Linked DNA regions of Mus musculus: all the other regions are linked to region 1. Evidence: chromatin contacts called from public HiCAR-type and promoter capture Hi-C data. All regions are on one chromosome and are shown on one strand. The core of a region is the stretch at or near the end of the contact, and the rest is flanking DNA. Distances in the headings are between cores, read along the strand shown.

Region 1 (3,927 bases), core at 757-3,256:
AAAAAACTGCATGCAGCTTACAAACACCCTTCCATATATGGGTTGTTCAGTATAACAAATATAATATAAATGTTATTCAAATAAGTTCTGTATTGTTTAACAAGCAATGACAAGAAAAATAGTATGGATGTGCTTAGTACATGCAATATGATTTCACATATTTTCTATCCATGGTTTGTTGAATCCTCAAAAGCAGAAAAAAAATCCAAGAGTACAGTGAGTCTCCTGCATTTGGTAATGGGTGGTCTCACACTCTGATTAGGTGGTTCAGAAAGTTGTCTTTCCCCTACTTTAATCAAGAAGCCCAACACTTCCAATGGTTTTTTGGTGAAACGGTGTTACCAAGCTTTGTTTTGTGCTGGGAGCTAGTGGTTCTTATTCATCACCAATCTTACCAGGACCATCGTATCTCCTCCTGGTGCAAATGCCATGAAGAGATGTCAGTGTGACTGCATGACACACACTGGACATTAGTGGAGGGCTGAGCCACCGAGACAGGTGGTGATCTTAAATTAGAAAGTAGGTCTTAAAGAGACCAGAAACAAGGTGACATTCTAAAAAAGTATGTCCTCTATCAACACAAAATGGAAAGCTAAATTGACTACCATTGGTTTGCTTGTGTGTGTGTATGTAAATGTGCACGCATTTGTGTTGAGCATGTGTGTGACAGATAGCATGCCCTCCCATTTTGCAATTTCTGTGGTCATTAAAAATAGGTTTTAAAAAAACCTAATAAACTGAGAAGAGAGAAGGATACGTAAAATTGGGATTTTAAGGTGGGAATGTATGTGCCCCAGCGTCTATTCTAAGGTGGCAGTATATGTATCTAACAGATGTTTTAAGGAGAAAGTATATGTGTTCTAATGGGAGTTTTAACTAGTTTTTCAAAAGAGAAAATCCTCAAGATGGAAACAAACATGGTCAGATTGTAATAGGGTAATGAGCTGGGAGGAGCTTTTAAAAATCATTTCCCATGCCTTTTACAGTGTTGTACTTAGAGCCACATGTCAGAAGAGAGAGAGTGAACCGACTCTAAGTTGTCCTCTGGCCTCCACACAGGCAACACACACACACACACACACACACACACACACACAGAGACACACACACACTGTGATTTAAAATGTTTTCATTGTAAACAAAAATTTTAGAGAATATTGTGTTTGTCCCTTCTACACAAAAAACACGCCCTAGACTGCAGGGGACTCCAGGTGCCAGAAGCCTGACTCAGCAGTTAAGACATGAGGCTAACTTGGACTTAGAATGCCTGGCTTTTCCATCTTGCCCTTGGAGAGTCCTTTCTTTGCCTGCCTCTACCTCAGTGGTCAGACCAAGCGGATCCCAAGGCCCCCTATAACTTAATTGGGGATCGGGAGGGGCCGGGAGCTGCTGGGGGTCTAGCTGGAGTAGCAAGCCCCCGCCCGAGCTGGCGTTCCCCTGGCCGCCGTCTTGCCCTTCCAAGCTGCCTACCTCTTGCAGGGGATCAGCGCTTTCCTCTCGTCCAGCACCCGCACGCGCTGGTTGAGACCATCGTAGGACACCAGGGCGCGGTTGTTGTGCCCGCTGCTCTGCTGGTACAGAACCTGGCGTCCCTCCCACTGCTGGGGTGCCTGGCATGGCTGTGGGGTTCCCAGGGAGCCCGCCATCCCCAGGCCGCACAGCACCCAGACCCAGAGGCTTCCCAGCAGCCAGGTCCCCCGAGGCCCCTGGACCAGGCGGCGGGGAGCGCGCGCGGGCATCGTGATCTGCCGCCCCAGGGTCAGCCGAGCTCCAGAGAGAGCCGAGGCCCTGCGTTGGACTAGTCGCGTGAGCCTTCTCTGCGCCCTGGCGAAAGGTGTGCTCCGGGACCCAGTTCAGGCCTCTCTCGATTTTCCGTTCCACAGGCTCCTGGCTTGGGGGCTCCGGACACCGGGACACCGGCCTGGGAAAGCCGCGTGAATCGCCCCAGCTCTTTCTGCTCTGGCGGAGGCTTACCAAAGCTTGTTTTTCCTGCTCTCTGCTGCCAACAGGAAACGCAGCGGCAGTGATGCCACTAGCATCCTAAAGGGCATCGCACTTAAAGGGTTTGGGATGGAAGGGGTAATTCTCTGAGAAGGGACTCCTTTCTCCAAGAACTGCAACCCCCCTCAAGGAGGACAGGAGCAGAGCAGAGGTGTGGCACATTCTCTGGCTGCTGTAATTTGTTTCTTGGTAAAATCGTGACTTTTTTTTTTTTTTTTTTTTTTTTACAAATTAAAAGTGTTACAATGGTCCCTTCCTGAAGAAATGACACTAAATTTCTGTGGTGTTCGTTGTGCAGTTTCCAATCTCAGGCCTGAGTCTCAATTCAGTGAGATTCCTCTCTCCTACACGTCAAAGCTTCAAGTCCAGAGGTTTGTGTTTTTAGAGGTTTACTTTAGTGTATGTGTGTGTGTGTGTGTGTGTGTGTGTGTGTGTTTAAGTAATGGTAGGATTAATAATAATATAGAAACAAGATGAGATGAGGCAATTTTTTAAAGACCCTTGCTTTACAATGTTATTTACATTTCCACTTAATACCTACTATGAAGAAGAGTGAGCCAAGAGGAAATGGTTTGGGGCATTTCTGAGTGAGGTCAAAAGAACTCCAGGATTGGAGCCCAAGCAAGTATCTGTAAGACAATCAGGAGCCTGATCATTTAGGGCCTTAAAAGCTGTTGAGTGTTTTGTTGTTGATATCGAGGACTGTGAGAGCCACAAGCCCACAAAAAGCCAGGGACAACCCTCATAAGCGATGTATATTAGAAAGCTCACTCGGCTAGCACAGGAAGAAAATGCAGTGTCAGACAGAGTGGCAGGGTATCAGGGCAGAAGCTGCTACACTACAAGCCAGCTGTAGAGTAGCTGAGTGACAGCAATGGGGATGGGTAGGGTGGAATGGAGCTTGAAATTACAAAGAAAGATTGAAGTTGGAGGCAGGGGGTTCTGATTTGGGTAAATGAGAGGAAGGAAGGAAAGAAGGAAAGAAGGAAGGAAGGAAGGAAGGAAGGAAGGAAGGAAGGAAGGAAGGAAGGAAGGAAGGAAAATTGTAGTTCAGCCAGTTAGCTTTGAGATGACTGGGGAATATCTAGGTAGAGACAACCAAAGACAGTTCTGCATGGCTTGAGCATGCAGTGCCCAAGTCTTAGATTCGGAAGCCACAGGCATAGAAAGGGTCACTGAAGAGAATTTGAGATGGATGGATGGATGGATGGATGATTCTTGCCACCCCCCTCCCAGGGATATTTGACAAGGAACTCTCCAACCTACGTTTCAAAAGTCCTGAGAATGAGGAAACTTGGAGTTGACGGGAGAGGGAAGACTGAGGTGAAAGCTAGGGTCAAAATCCTGAGAGCAGCAGGCATGTAGGAGGGGAGAAAGGAAGAATAGGGAGCCCAAATGGGAGTCACCCCAGAGAAGCACCCAACTAGAGGACAATGGCTTTAGTGCTAAAGCTGCAAGCCTTTTGGGAGGGCAGGAAGAGGAAGGACAATTGACAAGAATTTTCGGACAAGTCCCTCTGCTCTGTATAACATTATGAAAAACAGGGACAGACTGACTATCGGTGGGCCTGATAGGTAGAGTTCCACATTGAAGGTAGCTTCCTTAGGCTGAGTGTGAACTTGGAGTGAGCGCAACAATGAGCTCTACCCCTCTGTCCCAAATTCCTGTCTTAATAGTTTCCTTCTTTTAGTTCTTTTCTTGTTTTCATTTAGTGTTGGGAGGAACCTAGGGTCTCATCTATACTGGGTTGGAGAAAGAGGTGGGAAGTTTTTATCCCTCTGTCTGTCTCTGTCTCTGTCCTTCTGTCTTTCTATACCCCCTCTCTTCTCATTAGAAAGTTAATCTAATGATCTTTTTTGCTCAGTGTGTGTGGTGCGGGGAGGGGGGCGGTAGACTAGGTTTGGGATTTCACTACCAGAAAAGGCA
Region 2 (3,927 bases), core at 1,046-3,545, 1.7 Mb after region 1:
GAGCCCTGTGATCCATCCAATAGCTGACTGTGAGCATCCACTTCTGTGTTTGCTAGGCCCCGGCATAGTCTCACAAGAGACAGCTACATCTGGGTCCTTTCGATAAAATCTTGCTAGTATACGCAATGGTGTCAGCATTTGGAAGCTGATTATGGGGTGGATCCCTGGATATGGCAGTCTCTAGATGGTCCATCCTTTCGTCTCAGCTCCAAACTTTGTCTCTGTAACTCCTTCCATGGGTGTTTTGTTCCCAATTCTAAGGAGGGGCATAGTGCTGGACCAAGTCTTATGAAGGGACAAAGTTGTATCTTTCTTCTTTACCAGAAAACCTCTGGCTAGTTATCTGATAAAGCTTACATAGTCATTTATTAACAATGCTATATTCATAGCTGAGGAAATGTGACTTAAATATTATTCTTTTGACCAGTAACCAGAGTCTTGCTGTTTCAGTTCTTGATTATGAGGGCAAAGGGGGGGGGCATCTATTCCTAATACCATCTAGGCCTGCTAATATCTACCTTGTGTGAATTGATGTTCCTAAGGGAAAAAAAGCAGCCACATTTGTGTTAGATCTACAAGACTTGATTGAATGATTAGAACTTAGGCAGTTGTGGAGAGTTTTTTTGTTTGTTTGTTTGTTTGGGTTTTTTTTTTTTTTTTTTTTTGGTTTTTTTTCGAGACAGGGTTTCTCTGTATAGTCCTGGCTATCCTGGAACTCACTCTATAGACCAGGCTGGCCTCGAACTCAGAAATCTGCCTGCCTCTGCCTCCCAAGTGCTGGGATTAAAGGCATGTGCCACCACCGCCCGGCAGTTGTGGAGAGTTTTAAAGTTGTAGGTCCAGAGACAAATTGTCTTTTGTTACATATAGCTCTTTACAACCATTCATTGCCCACCCATGTGTCTGCCTTAATGTCCTTCTGCTTTTTAGGTAAATCCCTTTGAAATGTACTAACAGATCACTTGGTTTCACCAATCAAAAGGCTAAGAATTTTCCAGATAGCTATAACCCACCTGTACTGGCTGGCTTTGTGTGCCAACTTGACACAAGCTGGAGTTATCACAGAGAAAGGAGTTTCTGTTGAGAAAATGCCTCCATGAGATCCAGCTGTAAGGCATTTTCTCAATTAGTGATCAAGGGGGAAGGACCCCTTGTGGGTGATGCCATCCCTGGGCTGGTAGTTTTGGGTTCTATAAGAGAGCAGGCTGAGCAAGCCAGGGGAAGCAAGCCAGTAAGAAACATCCTTCCGTGGCCTCTGCATCAGCTCCTGCTTCCTGACCTGCTTGAGTTCTAGTCCTGACTTCCTTTAGTGATGAACAGCAGTGTGGAAAAGTAAGCTGAATAAACCCTTTCCTCCCCAGCTGGCTTCTTGGTCATGGTGTTTGTGCAGGAATAGAAACCCAGACTAAGACACCACCTAACTTACATTTCCACTAATTGTTTTTTTAAAGTTGTCTTGATTTACTACTTTCTTTTGTTCTGGTTATGTAAATCAATGTCCTAAGCCACACTCTACATGTATTTTGCTCGATAATAAATTACTACTATCTTTGAGAGCTTGTGCTTGGTTTTCTGGTTACCCTCGACATGTACATTAGCTAAGAACAGGGTGAGATTTTTGTTGTTGTTGTTTTGTTTTCACTTCCAGAACACAGAATGTTCTGGTGCATGATAAGAGCATTAACCACTATTCTTTTTCAGGGATTTTTCTTTGGACTCTCCTTTTAAATTAAAACAAACAAACAAACAAACATTTTTTTTTAATTCTAGAAAAATGGTTGTGTTTATTGGGATACCATAGTTGCAAACATATTTAATTAGTACTGACTGCTTTGTTGAGTTTTTCTACCCAAGAAAGCTTATTGCCTCCTATTTATGTTCATATTTGGCTTTTAAAGTGTTTTAAAGTTAGCCCCAAGTAAATGTGGCACATCTCTTGAGCTCTGAGTATTTTTGCTGTTGCTTTTGTAGCTGTGGTCTTTTCATTCACACTCGTACTTATGAAGGCTGATTTTAGTGTTCATAATATCCTGTTAACTTACTAAATTATCCTTTTAATACATTTTTTCCCATTGACCAGAAGAATGTCTCTTTGAGACATCACTAATCTCAGTGATACTGAAACACAAACGCGAAACCGGATAAGGACCGGCATGCTCACTATGATTAGACAGAAAATCCCAACTTCTTTTGCCAGAGTAAGGACAAACCACTGAGTGGAACTCCGTGGCTCCCTAGAGTGGCTCTGGGAGCAACAGGGCTCCACCGCTTCCGGCCTTTGTGGGAGTCCGCGATGACTTCCGGTTCCTGGGAGGGCTGGATTCCCTTCCCTGCGCAGGAGCGACGCGGTGAGCGAGCTCGTGCTCCAGGCGGGGGGAGGGTGCTCCCTGCTACCTAGACTCTCGGCCTTAGAAAGATGCTTGGAACCGGGGGAAAGGCCACCCGGGCTGCGCTGCGGCTGCCTATGGGTCCCCCTGGGGCGCGGAGCTGGCCCGGACCTAGGCACGCTGCAGAACTTTAAGTTAGAGTCACAGAACTGGAGGGGCAGGAGAAAAGCAGAGCACCCTCCCCAACTTCTAACCTTTATGAGTGGTTAAGTTCCAACTAAAGCCAGTTGGGAGACTGTACTATGTATATGTGATTTGTGCCAGGTACGCAGAAAAAAAAATCAAAAGCAGCAAGGCAGGCGTACCCTACTCTTGTACTCTTTCCGTTATTTTTGGTGGTACTGTTAGTTGAACTTCCCACCCGCCAGGCAGCGGTTGCCCTTCCCCAACGCTATCTGCTAATTCCAAAATTTTTTGTTTATTTCAGTTAGTTGTTGTTCACTTTAGGAGTAAGTGGAGGTAAGTTTCTTCCCAAGCTTTACTCCCTGAAGTCCTGAAACAATTTGACATCTTTTTCACTTTTGTCTATTTTTGTGAAAGTCCACGTACAATCCAGTCAATACAGTAGATTAACCGGAGGGCAGCTTTTCAACTCTCCCACTTAACTCTTAGAATAGGCGGTATTTGCTTATTGTAGTTCGTGTTAGTAACGATGACTTATCCCTTAGGTCCACTGGGTAAGAAGATTTACCAAGGAGTTATTACTTGAAAGATTGATACATCTTTTATCTAGCTACGATGACATCTACTAGTGATACCAAGGTCTGTAAGAACCAGGGTGGACTTTTGGAAATAAAAATGGAGGAAGAATGTAAGTATACCACCAGACAAGATAGGAACCTACAAAAGAACACTTATAACAGAGACGTCTTCCGAAAATACTTCAGACAGTTTTGCTACCAGGAAACTTCTGGACCCCGGGAGGCTCTGAGCCGGCTGCGCGAGCTCTGCAGACAGTGGCTGCGGCCGGACTTGAACAGCAAGGAGCAGATCCTGGAGCTGCTGGTGCTGGAGCAGTTCCTGACCATCCTGCCAGGGGAGCTGCAGGCCTGGGTGCAGGAGCAGAATCCGGAGAGTGTGGAGGAGGTGGTGACTGTGCTGGAGGATTTAGAGAGAGAGCTTGATGAACTAGGATACCGGGTAAGAAAAAGGGGGGAGGGGTCCTCTTTCCTAAGCGCGACTGAATTTGTAGGCCAAAGTGAAGTATACCACTATTTTACAAAGCATATTGACATTTAGTTGGATCCAAAGGGGACTTTAAGTGTCATGGGAATTTGGAGTTGAACTTGTACGTTGTACATCCTAGCCTTGGGCTTGTAATCTTCCTGTCTCATATCCTTGGTGCTGAGATTACAGGTATGTACGTCCACTCCTGTCTGGTCTTAGTTTAATTATTCCTTTTCATCAGTGGGGTTGTTTTATTTCTGTGCTAAGCTACAAAGTTCTATCTGATGCTTAGTTCAGACACACAAGGCATATACTACGAGCGAAGATACTAGAAGAAGAGGAAGAAGAAGAAGGTATTAGATGGTGGTAATAG
Region 3 (3,927 bases), core at 361-2,860, 1.6 Mb after region 1:
GGCAACTCAGCCATAAAGCTCATGACAAGCCTACTAAATTAGTGGAGAAAGAGAAAACAGTTATCGCTTGAGAAAGGAGGGAGCCTGTAGCAATCCTGGAAGGGGGAGCGCTTCCTTTCCCCTACTTCCTCCACCTTGCCCTACTTACCTGGCTTGTCCAGGCCATCTGCCTTGAGGTTAGGAAAGCAGAGACCGCATGAGCCCTGGATGACAAAGCTAAAATCCAGAGCCGCACTGATGACCTAAGAACACATATCTGCCACCTGCATTTTTCATAGTTCTACACCGGCTTGCAAAACTGAATTCTTCCTTCTGGAGTAAGACTGGCACTTTCAATTCCTTTCAACTTCAGTTTTGTAGCAGAGTAGACTACAGTGTAGCCTAGGACAAATATTCTACCATTTACTGGAAGTGTGCTGAGTTGTTTTGAGCCTGGAGTTTCAAAGAGCAGGTGGGGAGAATGGAGGTTTGGATGAGCGAGACTTGTTAAGTACCTCGGATTTCTTGTCCCATAGGGAAGAATCAAGCAGAATCCAGTGAAGTGATGGCCTGGATACAGAAATTCCCTGTTGCTCAAACACAAGGGCAGGCACGGAGTCAATCCCAAAGGAGAGTAGGAAAGGCCATGGCATAAGTGACAGCGCACAGAACTGAAAACCTATTCTGTGATAAGAAACCAGGCTACAAGACCTCCTCCGGTCATCACAGGACTCTCGATTGGGCAGAAACAAGCAAGTTTTAGGTTCTACTCAATGTCATTCGATGTACTGGGTGCTTCATTTAAACTAGCGGATAAAGATCTTTATGCTCAAGCTGTGGTTTGTTTGTTTGTTTGTTTGTTTGTTTAAAAAGGTGTAACTCCTTGATGGGGAAAATTCCTGAAAGCAATAGGGTATGGGAGCTCAAGGAGGGCACTGAACTAGATTGCTGGGAGTAAGAACTTATTAGAAGAGTTATTAACGTCATGGGCAGAAGGACAACACTACAGTGGACAATCAGAATTTTTGGCCCCAGCGCCGCAGGGCCCAGGCTGGAGGTGAGGGGTGGGGGTGGGGGTGGGGGTGGGGGAGTGTTCTGAGAATGAGGCCCACGTGGCAGAATCCGGGTTGTTTCTTCGAGGGTCTCATAGGAACCCACAGCCACGTAGGTTCCTCAGCAGGTGGCAGGGAAGACGAGAGAGAAGTGTGTCGCCAGGCAGCCCTTTGACACGTCGGGTCTGGCTACTCACTTGAGGAAGTGAGACACTGGGCACCTGAGGAGCCTGAGAAGAAGTTAGGGACTCACAAGCGGGCTCTCGGTGGGGTGGCTCCCTAGTAACGGTAGAGCTAGGGAGATGGGGGAGGACTTCATGGTCTGGTCAGCACTCTGGTCGGGATTCGATCGGTCCCCATTTCACACGAGAAGAAAATGAGGCTCGGAACGATAAACCGATTTACTTTAGGGTGGAGATAGAACTGGGCTTCTCCGTTTCTGCCCCTGAGAAAAGTTGCTGATGATTAAACCCTTTTCTAGCGATTGTTAACGCCTGGAGCTGGGTGTGTCACACTGGGAGGGGCCTAGCTGGTCTCCCCGCCCAGCTTTCCGGCATTTATGCAAAGCCATCTTACTTTTAAAGGAGCCGAGGCCTAGCCACTAAGAGGAAACTCAGCAGAAGACTACGGGCCCACAGACGCTTGGAGTGACCCGACGCCACTGCCAGGGGACACTCTGCTCCCACTGCACGCGACAGCCACGACCGACTCCCGGGCTGGGTGCCGGGGACCCAGGACTGTGCAGAGGAAACCCGCTTTCCCGCCCCGAGAGAGCAGAGCGGCGCGGGAAGCCAGGCCCCGCCCCCGGCCCACCTCTTCCGCTCGGCCCTGAGGAGTCTGCGCGGCCGCGGGACCCCTTCCGACGCGGCCACGTTGCCCGGTGAGCCAGCCCGCGGCGCCCGGTTCCCGACTCCCCTCGGCTCGGCTCTCAGCCGGGCTCCGGGGCCCAGGCCTCCTCCCCGTGCTGTCGGTGAGGAGCAGCTGTGCGGGGACGGGTCTGGCCGCCCGAGAGCTCCGCGCGCGTCTGCGATCCCCGCGCCGGAGGCCCCGCCCCGCTCCGGAGCCGAGAAGCGGAGCGAGCGCGCTGAGCTCCGACAGAGCTCGGCTCCGGGCTCATGCCCTGCGGCCCAGCCGGCCCGCGCCATGGCCTCCGGGAGCGTGGCCGAGTGCCTGCAGCAGGAGACCACCTGCCCCGTGTGCCTTCAGTACTTCGTGGAGCCTATGATGCTCGACTGCGGCCACAACATCTGTTGCGCGTGCCTGGCCCGCTGCTGGGGTGCCGCGGAGACTAACGTGTCGTGTCCGCAGTGCCGGGAGACCTTCCCGCAGCGCCACATGCGACCCAACCGGCACCTGGCCAACGTGACCCAGCTGGTGAAGCAGCTGCGCACCGAGCGGCCGTCGGGGCCCGGCGGCGAGATGGGCGTGTGCGAGAAGCACCGGGAGCCTCTGAAGCTGTACTGCGAGCAGGACCAGATGCCCATCTGCGTGGTGTGCGACCGCTCGCGCGAGCACCGCGGCCACAGCGTGCTGCCCCTGGAGGAGGCGGTGGAGGGCTTCAAGGTAGGGCCGGGCCGGCGGACAAAGGGGCGAGCCGGGGGCTTCCTGGTTTGATACCGAGAAAATGGCGAGCCGGACGTGGGGCCCACCGCCGTCATTTCCTCCCTGTCGGCTGCGGAGCCTCCGCACTCAGACTGGGAAGGAGAACCTGTAGCTGGCGAGGCCAGGAGCACCCCCACCCCCACCCCGAGCGCCCCTGCTAACCGCCTCTACGCGTGCCGCGACTGGGACGGCGCGAGGAGACCCTCCCTTGACAAAGGAGATGCACATGGAGCCAAGTACACTTCCATAGGCCTTGAACGCCTCGAACTCGCTCTGACCCAGGATACCAAGCCAGACAGTCACTGTTGGCTGGCTGAATTCACATCGAGCAGTGCCCATCACTTAATCTGTGTCCCCAGCACTTCCCTGTAAACCTGTTTTAGAACTGAATGGAAATGAACAGAGCTTTTTACTGCTTAAGTAAATCATTTAGCCACTCTCAGACTCGGGAGATGGCTTATTGTGAAGGGGAAGTGAACTCACAGGACCTTTGTGGAGTGTTGAATAAACACTGGCACAGCTACACAGTAGTACGAAAACGTTACATATAAAGTAGCTCTGAAGTGATAATGATCTTGAGGGCTGCAGGGATCTATACCAACAGAGTTATATATTTGTTTAAGTGTGAGTTCATCCAAATGTCAGTCACGTTTACAAAGCTGTCACCTGTATCATTTCACTCGCTGGAGATAAGTTGTAATTTAGTAATGTTTACTGATTCTTTGAGGAAAATAAATCTTTTTTTTTTTTCTGTATTCATCTGAGAAATAGCTTACCTTTTGAGCCTCCTTACCCAGATGTCTTGTAACCGCTTCTAGGAACTGGTAGGTGGCTAGAGTTTAAATAACAAATTGCTAACACACTTGCTGGCCCCTGTGCTTTGGGCTCTTCCCAGGAGTGGCATTATGGTCTGAGAAGAGAGTCCAGCGGGGCCTTGGCATCTGTAGTTTGGGTTCATGTGTGAAAAGCAGAGTATTCTGATGCTGAGATCTGCAAAATCTTGAACTGGCCGACTATTTACTTTCTTCAGGAGCAAATCCAGAACCGACTGGACCACCTAAGAAGAGTGAAAGACTTGAAGAAGAGACGGCGGGCACAGGGGGAGCAGGCCCGAGCTGAGCTTTTGGTAAGGGTCCAGATCTCCAGCCTGCAGAGGAATTGATTGCATTAGGATAGTAAGCTTCTGAACTGCTCTGAAAATCCCTGACAGTTCTCGGCCTTGGCAGGGGTGTAGTGAGAAGCCTCTAAGCAGAGCCTATCAGCTTTGGGAGGTTTGTCCAGAGAGAACTAGCCC

The links. Promoter capture Hi-C pulls out the DNA fragments that hold promoters and counts their contacts. HiCAR-type assays count read pairs that join an accessible place to other places.
Region 2: a contact with region 1 is called in a HiCAR-type map of astrocytes, with 4 times the contacts expected there. The contact joins the promoter of Zscan12 here to the promoter of Epdr1 in region 1. A contact is called at or near these places in 3 of 39 promoter capture datasets (the 3T3-L1 cell line and cranial neural crest) and 1 of 115 datasets of contacts at active chromatin or transcription factors (astrocytes).
Region 3: a promoter capture Hi-C map of stem cell-derived epiblast-like cells shows a contact between it and region 1, with 2.3 times the contacts expected there. The contact joins the promoter of Trim27 here to the promoter of Epdr1 in region 1. A contact is called at or near these places in 6 of 39 promoter capture datasets (the 3T3-L1 cell line, cranial neural crest, frontonasal cranial neural crest and 3 more) and 3 of 115 datasets of contacts at active chromatin or transcription factors (embryonic forebrain, forebrain and stem cell-derived neural progenitor cells).

What each region holds. Positions count from the first base shown.
Region 1 is chr13:19,617,824-19,621,750 of GRCm38.p6, forward strand. It overlaps Epdr1 (ependymin related protein 1 (zebrafish)), which reads right to left and starts at 2,007. Exons shown (of 3, transcript NM_134065.4): 1 at 1,471-2,007. The coding sequence starts at 1,739.
Region 2 is chr13:21,360,525-21,364,451 of GRCm38.p6, forward strand. Zscan12 (zinc finger and SCAN domain containing 12) reads left to right here and starts at 2,296. Exons shown (of 4, transcript NM_016684.2): 1 at 2,296-2,348; 2 at 3,056-3,527. The coding sequence starts at 3,126.
Region 3 is chr13:21,178,321-21,182,247 of GRCm38.p6, forward strand. It overlaps Trim27 (tripartite motif-containing 27), which reads left to right and starts at 1,611. Exons shown (of 8, transcript NM_009054.3): 1 at 1,611-2,594; 2 at 3,664-3,759. The coding sequence starts at 2,175.